3 separate regions of the Mus musculus genome follow, and all the other regions are linked to region 3. Evidence: chromatin contacts called from public promoter capture Hi-C data. All regions are on one chromosome and are shown on one strand. The core of a region is the stretch at or near the end of the contact, and the rest is flanking DNA. Distances in the headings are between cores, read along the strand shown.

Region 1 (4,482 bases), core at 335-2,834, 1.0 Mb before region 3:
TCTTAGTGTGAAACTGCCCCAGAAATTTTCATACAATATGTTGAATTCTTTTTTCTCTAAGGAACCCCAAACCCACTTAATATACAGGGAGTGACAGCACCAACCAGCATGCTACTGTGGACAGGGCAAAGCCCAGGAGCCCTCAGCCCTACATAAACAGGCAAATAAGGAATACTGAGAGCTGGAGAAATAGTCTCTTTCAGGGAAGAGCTCACTAGTTACCCAATTCTAAGTGATAATCTCTGAAGACAAACATACATGTATCCAGACATAGAACATTATATTTATTATTAGACCCTTGCCTCCACAAAACTACAATTATTTAAAAAAAGAAGTCATTGATTAGATTTGAAAAAGATTAAGGAGGGTTTTGGAGGTAGGAAAAGGAAGGGGGAAATAATATAATTATATTATAATGCCAAATATAATTTTTAAGACATAGAAAGAGATAACTGACTCTAAAGATCTGGTTTTCCAGCCCCTTCTGTTCCCCACATCATGTGGACATATGAAAGTGTGCACATACATATTAGTAACTAAATGAAATAAAGGCAAATGATAGAACGCAGTAAAGCTTATATAGTTTATAAGATGTTGATATATAGCTGTGCCTAAAACTAGAAAGTAACTTAAAAGTGAATTAAGTGGAACATTACTCAGTAATGAGCTATTCACAGCCTGACTCAAAGTGAGTCCTGTAAGTGGATTCTCAGGTAAAAATCAGCTAATCCACCTGTGCAGATTAGCAGGGTCAATAAAGAACTGTGAAAGTTAAGAATTTTAACAAACATTTCATGAAAAGGAACTTTTTAAGTATATATAGAATCTCTGCCTCCATCTTTGTTTTGCCACTCTGTGTCTGTATCTGTCTCTCCATCTGTCTGTCTGTCTGTCTGTCTATCAGAAACAAAAAGGCACACTGATGTTTAGTCATGGAGTCATTTGAAAGAAGTATTGAACGTTTCTATAACTTACTTCAGGCAGTTTTTTTCTATTGTGTTAATTAAGCTCAACATGAAATGACCCACACAATTCATGCTGTCATTATTATTCCTTCCTTCCTTTCATAACCAGATATCATTTCTCTTCACTCAAGATCTCAAGGAGGATGTGAGTGCAAAAGAGTAGGAAAGTCTGTGTTTCAAATAGTTAATTAATGAATGATTTTACAATGCCTAGGTCCTAGAGAGAGTCCCACCCAAAGGAATCCCTAGTGGAGTTTACACAGTGTGTGGAATTGTGAAAGCTTTACTCAATAAATGACTGACTAAAGTAAGGCATATGTAATAGGTGCAGTTATGACATTTAAAATATAAAGAGCTACATTCCACACTAGATACTAAAATCTGTTAGAGCCACAACAAAATATACATACATATATATACATATATATATATACATATATATATGTATATGTATATATATTCATACAACACATCCACTCTGAAATCCTCTATGAGACATTTGATGGTGAACACAAATTACGTATCTACTAATTTTCTTAAACTTATGAGTAAGTCCAAGATTTAAAAACTTTTTCATAATTAAATAACCATCTCTTTGTAGGTAAAATAGGAGGAAATATGATGGAACGTGAGAACTACACTTTTAACAGCGACTTCATCCTTTTGGGACTGTTCTCCTCTTCAAAGATAAGCTTAACTTTTTTCTCAGTTATATTTTTCATTTTTATTATGACTATAACAGAAAATGCCCTCATGATCCTCCTAATCCACAGGGATTCTCGACTCCATACCCCAATGTATTTCCTGCTCAGTCATCTCTCCTTCATGGATATCTTGCACATTTCCAACATTGTTCCTAAAATGATTGCTGACTTCCTCTCAGGCAGCAGAACTATTTCCTTTGCAGGCTGTGCCTTCCAGATATTTCTCTCTCTTACCTTGCTAGGTGGTGAGTGCCTTCTCTTGGCAGTCATGTCCTATGATCGATATGTGGCCATCTGCCACCCACTTCGCTACCCTGTGCTGATGAGGGATAACTTCAGTGGGCTCCTGGCTGCAGGCTCCTGGCTGGTGGGGATCCTCAACTCCATAGTCCACACAGCTTTTGTACTACACTTTCCCTTCTGCCACTCAAGGGCCATTGATCACTTTTTCTGCGAAGTCCCTGCCATGTTGAAGTTGTCATGTATAGACACAACACACTATGAACGAGGCGTTTATGTGAGTGGCATTATTTTTCTGCTGATCCCATTTTCCATGATCTCTATATCTTATGTGCAAATTCTCCTCACTGTATTCCAAATGCACTCATCAGGGGCCCGGCAAAAGTCCTTTTCCACCTGTTTATTCCACATGGTAGTTGTCATAATGTACTACGGGCCATTCATTTTCACATATATGAGACCTCGCTCATACCACACTCCAGGGCAGGATAAGTTTCTGGCAATATTCTACACCATCCTGACACCCACACTCAACCCCATAATCTATAGCTTTCGGAATAAAGATGTCCTCATGGCTTTGAAAAACATAGTCCAAAGTAATATTCTGAATAAAGAATGAATAGAAAAATGCCTCATTTTTGTGTTTTGTAGACTCACATTCTTAAGCTTGTTTCACATATTTACTTCAGAGTAATGAGTAATTGTACCCAGGTATGTGTTTATGTCTGTATAGAGAAGCCCACGATAAAGTCTTGCTGTGCTGTAGTAAGGCAACAATATACATTATCTAAGAAGACAAAATGTTTTTAATGTATTTATAGAAAATATTTTGGAATTATGTGTTCCAACCACTGTAGCAATTTTCTAAACTAATGCAAAGGAAAATTTTTTTCTATTAAAATTGATTAATTAATTTTAGTAATTGCAACAAAATAGACAGCTATATTTTAATTGGTAAATGTTTAATCATATCTGTAGCAGGAACAGCAGAGATGCCTCTAGTAAATGCTGGGGGCCCTGTAGCTGCAAAAGGATCCTCTGCAGGAGTTTCTTATTGAGGGCTGCCTGTGATACCAGCATTCCTGCAGGAGGATCAGTTGAGGACTGCCTCAGAGAACAAGGATCATTGGTACAAATAATGCCAGCCAATCAGGAACTGCTGTTTAGAATAGATATTTTGTTCAAACCAATGGAGGTGTGGGTGGAGGGTATTAAAGGAGCTTGAGGTAGTGCTCAGATGAGCTTTCTGTAACATTTCTCACCTGCTCCCAGAGTCTGTGTTGTTGGCTCTGTGCCAACTCCACTGTCTCTCTCTCCCCACCCCCAAAAGCAGGTAAAGTTGGGGAAGGGGGGAGCTGTCCAGGGTACATGCAACACATGTCACATCTAATATTTTGAGCAACTATCAATAAATAACCTATGATAAAATGAGAATACATAATATAAAGATATAATTGGTGGACATTCACCAATTTGTTTTAGATCCTTAAATTTTTAAATATTTTTCAACTCATTTTTATTTATTTACTTTTACTTAAATATTTGTTCATTATATAACTTCACTAGTTTTCTCTTTCCTTTTCTTCTTTCAAACCCTCTCACATACCTCTCTTGCTGTCTTTATAATTTGTGACCCTCCTTTTCATTGTTCTTCTAGGATTATGCATATGTATATACACATATACTCCTACTTATAACCTGCTCAGTCTGTTTAATATTACTTGGATGTATGTTTACAGGGATGAACATTTGGGTATTAGATAACTGTTTTGTATGGTCTTTTCGGGGAAGACTATTTCTTTTGCTCTAACCATTCCTTAGTTGCCTTTAGTTCTTTGTGTAGAGTTGAGTTCTCATGAGTTTTTCTTGTGTCCATGTGTCCGTTATGCTCTGACATGTCTATTATTGCCATTGTTGAGCTTATGTTTAGGTAGTCATTCTGGCCAGGCTTTATGGATATAGTCTCTGATATTACTAGGAGACAAAGTTTCACAACAACCTTCCTGTTCCTCTGGCTGTTACAATTTTTCCACCTTCTCTTTTGCAATGATCTCTGAACTTTAGCTGAGAGACCATAGGTGTCTCTGTTGAACCTAGTTTCCACACCTTTGCATTTTCATTGGTTGTGGTTTTCTGTAATAATCTCCATCTGTTGCAAAGAGAAATTTCTTGAGGGATGAAGAGTAGACTTAACTGTTTATATAAGGACAGATGTTTAGATTATTGAAGGGTTTATGCTGTTTTTCTAAAGTGATGGTTTCCTTCAGTTCCACTGAATAGTTAGCTAGTTTGCCAATGCTTGGTACGGTTTATCTCTTGCCGAGTGGTTTTTCAGTCCAACAAGACAGCTGTTGGTTACTTCCAATGTATGTTTGTCACTACTTTGCCCTAAGAGTTATTATGTCATGCTGTTCATTGATGTGGTTCATAGGTGTCATAGCTGTGTAGGACTGTTGGTTGCTTTCCTTGGAAGCTTTCATGACTTCTCTGGTGCCACAAAGACTTGTCTTGAGGGAGGAGCCATTAAGGTCAGTTCCACCTCAGGGCTCTCTGAACTCTGTTTCAGAAGTACA
Region 2 (4,185 bases), core at 1,421-3,920, 1.1 Mb after region 3:
GAATGTGACCCTCAAATTGTAAGCCAAAATAAACTTATCATCCCTTAAAACACAAAGTTTTTAAAACATAAAATGGGTATGCTAGCTCAGGTCTGTAATCCCAGCACATGGGAGGCTCACAGTACAATCAAGACCAGCCTGGTCTAAGTAGTGAATTCTAGGTCATTCAGGGCTACATAGTAAACTCTGTCTTTTAATGAAAGGAAAGGAAGGGGTGAGGACAGCTCAGAGGTCAAGGGTATTTGTTGCTTTTGCAGAGAACCCAGCTTGATTCCCAGCACCCACACCATGGCTCACAATTAACCATGTGTAACTCCAGGCTCAGGAGGTCAGATGAATTCTTCTGGCCTCTACAGGCATTGCACACATGCTATGCATTTATATACACGAAGACAAAAATGCTCATTTTATAAAATAAAAATAAACAAACAAAAAACAAAACAGAACCAGTGCTGGAGCACATACTGTTCTTCTAGAGAAGCTGAGTTTGAGTTCCAGCAGCCAGGTGGCTCAGAACAGCCATTACCCTAGTCCAAGGGCACCTGTTTCTCCTGACCTCTGCATGCACCTCCATTCACTCACACACTCAAACACGCACACATACACACACACACACACACACACACACGCACACACACACACACGCACCCACACACGCACGCACGCACACACACACACACACACACACACACACACACACGCATGCACGCACACACACACACACGCGAGCACACACACGCACACACACACAAAATTTAAATGATAAAAATAAAAATTTAAAAAACAGGGCTGGAGAGATACCTCAGTGGTTAAGAGCACTGACTGCTCTTCCAGAGGTCCTGAGTTCAAATCCCAGCAACCTCGTGGTGCTCACAACTATCTGTAATGGGATCTGATGCCCTCTTCTGAGGAGAGCAAAATGTACTCACATACATAAAATACATAAAATAAATAAGTCTTTAAAAATTTTTTTAAAAAAACCAAACATCATAACTGGAAGAATGTTTGCCTGGCATTCCCAAAGCTTTGGGTTCTATCTCCAGTACTAAGTAAAAGTGATCATAATTGTACACTCCTGCAGTTCTAGCACCAGTGAGGGGGATAGGAGGCTGCTAAGTTAAGATCATTTTCAACCCCATAGTGAGTCTGGGGCCAGCCTGGGCTAGATGAAATCTTATCTTAAAAAAAAAAATTACAAAAGCAAACTGACAAGATTCAGGTCAGGGGATAATGGCTAGCTCCAGATCTGAAGTGCTGAGTCAGGGGTCCCTGATTAGGCCAGCTCATTGAGACTGAGTGGCATCTTGTCCCCACCATGTCCTGCCAGCCAAGCAGTCCCTCAGGTGCCCAGTATGGGACTCCCATGGGATCTTGCAGGCACATTCCTGCCCACTCTATGAAGAAACTGAGACAAAGACAGTGGGCACCTATGGCAGAGGCTGTAGGATCTGGCACAGACTCAGGCGAGGATGGACAATCTTCACCAATACTGCCAGTGGGTGGGTCACAGCTCCGCTTTCTCCCCCAAGTCCTACCTCAGACCCAAGAAAGGAAGAAAAGTCTTATGAGTCCCAAGGTAACCGAGCTGATGGGTATCAGGTAAGGAGAGCTGAGCAAGCTGGCAGAGTGAGCCAGCCAGGGCAAGTTGGGTGGGTGGAGCACTCACTGGGCTCTGAAGTCCTCAGTTTCTGCATCCCTGTCATGGCTACAGGTTCTGCTTTCTGGATGTTACGACTAGGGTAGAAGGAATGTGCAGACTGAGGGAGAAACCCAAAGACATGAGTCCCCTGGCAGGGTAGATCCTAAGTACTGTAGTACCTTGGAATGATCCTACCCCTGGCTGGAGTTTCTAGGGCTAGGCAAGATTTCCTATATACATGGAGAAAACAGAAGAGTGGTACATGCCTTTGATCCTAGCACTTGCAAGGCACAGGCAGGAGGATCTGTGTGAGTATGAGACCAGCCTGGTCTACATAGTGAGATCTTGTCTCAAAAGACAAAAACCCAAACAAAAACACAAAACAGGAGATGAGGCCCAGAGAAGCCAAGATGATGTCTGATATGTCACAGGATGATAAGAGTAGGGACCTGTCCATGATACCCTGTCAGTCACCCTAAGAGGGCAGTGTCCAGTTCTATTTTATAGAGAGGGAAATTGAGACTCAAAGAGGTTACACTGTGGCTAAGAACATCCCCCAAAGCCTCTCTTCTCCAGAATGGAGAAGTAGCCCTTAGCTCTGCGCAGCATAAGAGGAACCTTCTAGACTCAACTTTCTAAGAAGGATCAGCTGTTGTCCCCACCACTAACACCCAAAGTCCCAAATAAAAAGGGGGATGCTACAGGAGAGGAGTCCAGGAGAGCTTTCCTAGGTTTTTACCCTTCTTGCCTGCAGTGCATTAGCATTCTGGGCTCCTGCCTAGCCTGACCTACTTTGGAGGTTGGTGAAGTACAGAGGGAGGGGGAGGCTGTCAGAGAAGGGGAGGTACCTGGCTTGGGCTTGGAGAAGCAGCCGCCCATGGTGAACGGTGGCCTGGGATCTGGCCTGGCTGGTGGGAGCACGATGGCAGGCTGTCCAGCTGTCCAAGGTCTAGGATGTGCCCTGCAGGACTGGACCCCCTGTGGCCCTCAGAGACGCTAGAGCTGCCATGCCAGCTAGACAGCTTTAGGACCTGCAGGGGAGATGGGAAATTGGGTCCTAGCACTGATGCAGGTCTGGGTAGAGTCAGAGGCATCTTTGAGGAATCCTGGAAGAGTCTTACATGAGGAGGGCAGATCTTGTTTGTAGGGCATCTGTCTCCCTTTGAGGCTTCTAGGCATAGGAACCTCAGATTCCCCTTACTGCATCCTTTGTTGGAGACCCTCTGTGCTCTAATATCTGCTACTGCCCATAAACCTGCGACTACATAGACCTAGCCCTAGATTCCCCTTTTCTAAATCCCACAAGTCTGGAGACTCTGAGACTCTCCATTTCCCTAGATAAGACCACCACGTCTACAGAAAACCCTGACAACCAGAGTCCCCAGAATCCTTCTTCTTCCACTGAGAGTGACAAGGGTCCCAGCCCAGCCTTGGCCACTGCCCTGACTAGCAACCTCTAGTCACCTACCTCTTTCCATGGGAGTCACTGCTCCTTGCTCCCAGCCCAGCAATGGAGAGAGACTACTGGGCCTTGGTCAGCAGGGCACGGAAGGCCAGTGTCCTGGAGGGTCCAGCCCGCCTTCTAGCATGAGTTGTGGCCAGGAGGGGGCTGTGGGTGTGGGGCTAGGCCAAGCCACTGGTCCCCAGGGAAACCCAGCTCTGTGGGGAAAAAAGCGGGCAGCCAGCCCAGGACTGATGGGGTTGGGGGAAGAGGGAAACCAAGCGCACAGCTCTGCCTCTGCCCCATGCCCAGCAGCCCAGCAGCCATAAGTTTCCCCACCCCTCAGGCGGCTGTGCAGTGCTGAAGAAGATAGAAAGACTGGGGTCCAAGGTCTCACCAAGGTCAAGCAGCAGTTAGGGGCATCTGTGTGGTCTTCCCCACTCCTCACCCTAATAAATCCTAAGATAAGCAAGGCCTTGGGACGTGCTCAGGTCACTCTAAGGCTCCAAACGGGAGAGCAAGACTACCTGGTAAACAGATCACTGTGGCCATTGTGTCCTTGTGGCCATAGGTGGGCCTTCTAGAAGATGTGGACTTTGGAAGGCTCAAGACAAAGGTGTAACTACCCTGTTTACAACTGATCTGTCCAAATTCTACCCAACAGTCGGCTCTGGGTCACCTGGAAATTCTTCCTGAAGCCTGCACTGAACCGTGCTGGGAGTCACTAGGTTAGCCCAGTCCCCATGTCAAGAAGGAAATACAGAATGGGAAAGGACCAGCCACTGCTAGCTTCTGACCTTCGAAGCAAATTACAGGTGAGGAACCCAAGGCCCTTGTCGGGGCAAGAGGAGACAACTCAAGGGATAAAACTCAGTTGCTAACTGCCCCTCTAGCTCCCTTCCTGGGAACCAGAGAACCCTTTCAGAGGTCCTGGTTTCACCCATGTCTCAGCGTTGCCCACCTCTTTCCGGTCTGGTTTCAGCCCTCACCTGTTGGGGCTGAGATCGTACAAACAGACTAGACTGGCTTTTGGATCTGGGGTCCCTCCCTTTCCGGGAGTTTATTCTTGGGGCCTCAGGCTTAGCGGGAGATTTGGTGGGGACCA
Region 3 (4,237 bases), core at 1,486-3,985:
GGACCACATCCCAAGCAGTGTGTTTGGGGACAGATACAGCCTGGGAATGGCTTGGGCTGGGGGCCTGGGAATGAAAGTGGTAGGCCTGGGGGGGTGGGCAGGAGTGGACCCAGCTGTTGCAGCCTGGCTCCAATTCCCGCTCTGCATGGAAGAGAGTCCCTAGGGCCAAGGCTGGTGGTCTGTCTGAGAGGGAGTGGGGATGTGTGGGGGCTGTGCCTTCCTCCTGGCAGTGGTCCCTGGGGCATCAGGAGTAGGAGGAAGTTGCTTTCATGCTAAGGGACAGAACAAGCTGTTGGGGAGACTCTCTTACCCGCCCCCCAGATTGTGTGCAGAAGGTCTCCCTGCTTTTAATACCTGAATCTCTAATAGCTCTCAATTGCATCCTCAGGTGGCACCCGTGCCAAGCTCCTATATGTTCTAAGAAGTGGATCGAACATCCCTCTGTCCCTGTCTGTACCCACAGAGTCTCCCTTCTAGTCCAAGAACCAGGTACCAGCTTGTACCACCCAGATCTTTGAGCCAATGAGCCTCCCCACCTGAGCCATCTGGAAACTCCTACTCACCCTTCAAGACCCTGTGCAATTATACCTATTGCTTGAAAGCCACTGGGAGTACTAAGCTCCATATTAACCTGGTGTCATTTCTTCCTAGTTTCTCTGGTCTGAAAGAAGGCTGCACACAGGCTTAGGGTACACAGCACTTCATCTAAATCGTCTTTAGCTGAAGATGTTATTGGGTCCTGTAGAATCAAGCTTTGGCTATGAAGCTTGGTACGGAAGCTGTCAGGGCCCGGCCTCCACCAGGGCACACATTGTGAAGAGGACAGAGGGGCATCCGAGAAGCTGAGATGGACGAGTGAGTAGGAGGCTCCCTCCAGCAGGAGAATGGGAGCCCAGTCGGAGCCCTGTTGGCTTACCCACAACATTTGCCTGGCTTCAGTGGAGGCCAATGGGGCGGAGCCAATGGGGCGGAGCCAGAGGGAATCTTACTCTCAAAATCCCTCCTGCCTGCTGCCAGCCCCCAGGGAAGTCCCGCCATTCGGGAACCTGATATTTTAAGACTTAAAGCAAATGTTTCTGGGGCCCCCGGAGCTGCACCAAGGCGCCCATTCAGCCTCATGGGGGCAGGGCCAGCACAGAAGAGCAGACCCCCACCTGCTGCTCTGTTCCCTGGGTGGTAGTTTCTGACAGCAGGGAGTTACGGACACTCCCTGCAAGACACTCCTTGAGCACAGGGGAAGGAGACCTGTGGGGCTTGCAACCTGACGGTCCCTCTCCCAGGTCTCCACGCTCAGGTAAGACCATCAGAAGTCTTGAATCCATTCCAGACCAGGACCAAATAAACAAGCAGCTGCCCTACCTAGGCACCATCTGGGTGAGCACGTCCATGTCCAGGGTCTGGTTTTGAGCCGAGGAACTTAAGCCGAGCCTTTCCATCCAGTAAAGAAAGAGATCTGAGATCCACTGGTGATGTCTATTGGGGTTACAGACATGAAAGTGGTGATCTGTGTGCTGCTTCCTGATCCATAGTGACAGAAACACGGGGCAGGATTCTTCCTGTCATGGCCTGGGTAAGAGAGGGCCATGAAGCTTTGTCTTGGCTCCAAACTTCTGTCCCCTCCCTCCCCTGACCCCAGTTCACCTTCCCTCCAGTCAGCCTTGAAAGGTTAGAACATAACATACTGGAGGAGGGCAGTGCATGGCAAGGCAGCTGGAGTTGTGCTGGGGCAGTCAAAACCTAAGAGTCTAACTTTGTTTGTTTGTTTGTTTGTTTGTTTGTTTGTTTGTTTGTTTGTTTGAGAAAGGGTCTCACTATGTAGGCCAGGCTGACCTGGAACTCACAGATCTCCTCCTGCTTCTGCCTCTGGAACTCTGGGATTAAAAAGCGTGCGCCACCATGGCCAGAAAGGACCTAATCTTAAAGTATGTTCCAGGACTGGTCCAGCCATGAATGCAAGGGCACACCAAGAGAGGAAGGCTACTCTGGGGGTTCTTTTAGGGTGGACTGTACTAGCAGGTTCAGCTATCCCAGACCACAGTCCTCAGATCTAGTTTTCTTTTCTTTTCTTTTTTTTTTTTTTTTAGACAGGGTTTCTCTGTGTAGCCCTGGCTGTCCTGGAACTCGGCTGTCCTGGAATTCACTTTGTAGACCAGGCTGGCCTTGAACTCAGAAATCCACCTGACTCTGCCTCCCGAGTGCTGGGATTAAAGACGTATGCCACCACGCCCGGCAGATCTGGTTTTCTTGATCGGCAGAGCTTGCTCACAATCTTACCCTTAAGTCATGAGCCTGTCACAGCTCTTCTTGGGCAATTTTCACTATCTTATAGATGGAGAAACTAAGGCCCAGAAAGAAAGGGCAGTCTTTCTGGGACCACAAGCCAATCTAGCTGTATTCTCACCTTAACTCTCTGCTCTGACCCATTACCTGCAGACAGGACAGGGCTCTGGATGGCTGAGGTAGAGCAGAGCACACCCTGGAGAGAATCCTAGCATTGGTACCTGCCTGTGGGGCTCCTGGTCAGTCTGAAAACTTCCTCACAAGCCTGGCAGAAATCACCACTGACCTGGGGCTATCACTTGCCAGCTCTACTGCCCTCCTTTTACCATTTTCACAACCTGCCAAGCTTGACCATGGCTACACTGTCATCCTATGTCAAGGGGATTCCCTCACCTCTGTGTTCCTTAGACAGGACAGGCCTGCCACCATCATTGCCTTGCTGTGAGGTTGCATACTGTGCAGGGCCTCTGGGCCTCGGGGTTCCCAGTTCTGAAATTGGTGGAAGGGTCACTGGCAGGAAGGTGGGAGCAGCACTCACATCAGCCTCTGCTGCCCTGTTCCCTTCCCTGGGGACAGATGCTGTTCATAGTCTCTGGTCCAGCCAATTACACAGGGCCTTGAATTTTTCACAGGCCAGAACTTCGTGGTGGTGTCTGCAGTCATACCTCTGACAATCTGGAGCCAGGAAAATGCCCACAGGAGCTTACTCCTCCAGAGCCCCAGGTGTCTCATAGCCAGAGTGTCTCCAGCAGCCAGAGCTGCCCCTGACACCTCCTTCCTCCACATCTTTCATTCTTTGGGCCTTGGTTTCTCCACATATATTTAGTAAAGGGCAGGATGCTGTTGGAAGTAAGAGAGGTACTTAGGAAGTTGTAGTTGGGGTGGGAAGAAAACACAGAGTATAGGACTTGGGGGTCCAGGAGGAGAAAGTGGGACCCTCTTGGTCCCCTTCAGAGGAACACAGAGGCCAAGAACTCCACAGACACCAAGCAGAGGAGACTGAATTAATTAGGACTCCTAAGGTCAGAGGGTTCCCAGACCCGGGGCCCTTCCAGAGACCCTGCATCCAGGGCACCACTGGGAAACAGATAGCTCAGAGTGGTAGGTGAGGGTAGCAGGCAAGCGCAGCACCTGGCCCCGCCCTTCCCCATCCACACCCTGTCAGAGCCCCTTCCCTTGTGTCTAGGCCCCTGGCCCCACTTGTACACCCAGACTCCAAACTGGAAAGACGGGCCGAAGAACAAACAAGCTCATACCACAGCCCCTACCCAGGCCTGTATGGGCAGGGCCAGGAGCTGGGGTTCCTCCTTTTGGGGTCCCAGGAGCCTAGTGAGAGGGACTGACTACCTGTCAGTCCCTGTCTAGCTGTGCCAAGCCCCCTGCTCACTCTTCTTCAGGATAGCTCCCTGGAAAGCAGGCACGGCTGGGCTATCGCTCCCCAGTTCATCTCTTAGGAGGGATCTGCTCATCACAGGGCTGTTCAAGAGATGTCAGAAGGTTGCTGAAGCTAGACAAACAGGACCAACTCTTCAAGATTCTTCTCAGACCACAGTCCCTGTGGCTCCTTCCTAAGGCTCAATTTTGGCATTCAGTCACGTGGTGAGTATAGGGCTAGGTACATTATAGAGACTGGACAAACACCCGTTACTAAATAAAGAAACCCTTCAGAGCAGTCTAGGGCACACTGAGTGACTCTTGCCTCAGCCTGCTCTTGCCATCTGCATCTGCTCCTGAAGAGGCAGTTGAGACCTCTAGACCCTGCTGTGCTTCAGGCTGCCTCCGTCTCTGCCCCTGTGGCTGTCATCACTGAGCCAGGGTCTTGGCACACTTAGAAATCAGGAAGGTTCTGTTTTTTTTTCCAGATCCGAGGGGTGATTTTCAGTGTATTTGATGGTCTGAGCTACAGACAAGAGGAGAGAAGGCCCGTGCTGGGGAGACGTGGAGCTGAAGACATGGA

Evidence for each region. Promoter capture Hi-C pulls out the DNA fragments that hold promoters and counts their contacts.
Region 1: a promoter capture Hi-C map of pre-B cells shows a contact between it and region 3, with 4 times the contacts expected there. The contact joins the promoter of Olfr171 here to the promoter of 4930588K23Rik in region 3. A contact is called at or near these places in 2 of 39 promoter capture datasets (the C10 cell line and pre-B cells).
Region 2: a promoter capture Hi-C map of liver shows a contact between it and region 3, with 4 times the contacts expected there. The contact joins the promoter of Aifm3 here to the promoter of 4930588K23Rik in region 3. A contact is called at or near these places in 3 of 39 promoter capture datasets (hippocampal neurons and liver).

Annotation. Positions count from the first base shown.
Region 1 is chr16:19,622,203-19,626,684 of GRCm38.p6, reverse strand. Olfr171 (olfactory receptor 171) reads left to right here and starts at 1,584. Exons shown (of 1, transcript NM_146958.2): 1 at 1,584-2,528. The coding sequence starts at 1,584. The coding sequence ends at 2,528.
Region 2 is chr16:17,490,406-17,494,590 of GRCm38.p6, reverse strand. It overlaps Aifm3 (apoptosis-inducing factor, mitochondrion-associated 3), which reads right to left and starts at 2,670. Exons shown (of 20, transcript NM_001291070.1): 1 at 2,488-2,670. The coding sequence starts at 2,518.
Region 3 is chr16:18,605,160-18,609,396 of GRCm38.p6, reverse strand. It overlaps 4930588K23Rik (a long non-coding RNA gene), which reads right to left and starts at 2,735. Exons shown (of 2, transcript XR_384719.3): 1 at 2,674-2,735; 2 at 1-1,566. RefSeq lists an enhancer at 2,774-4,237.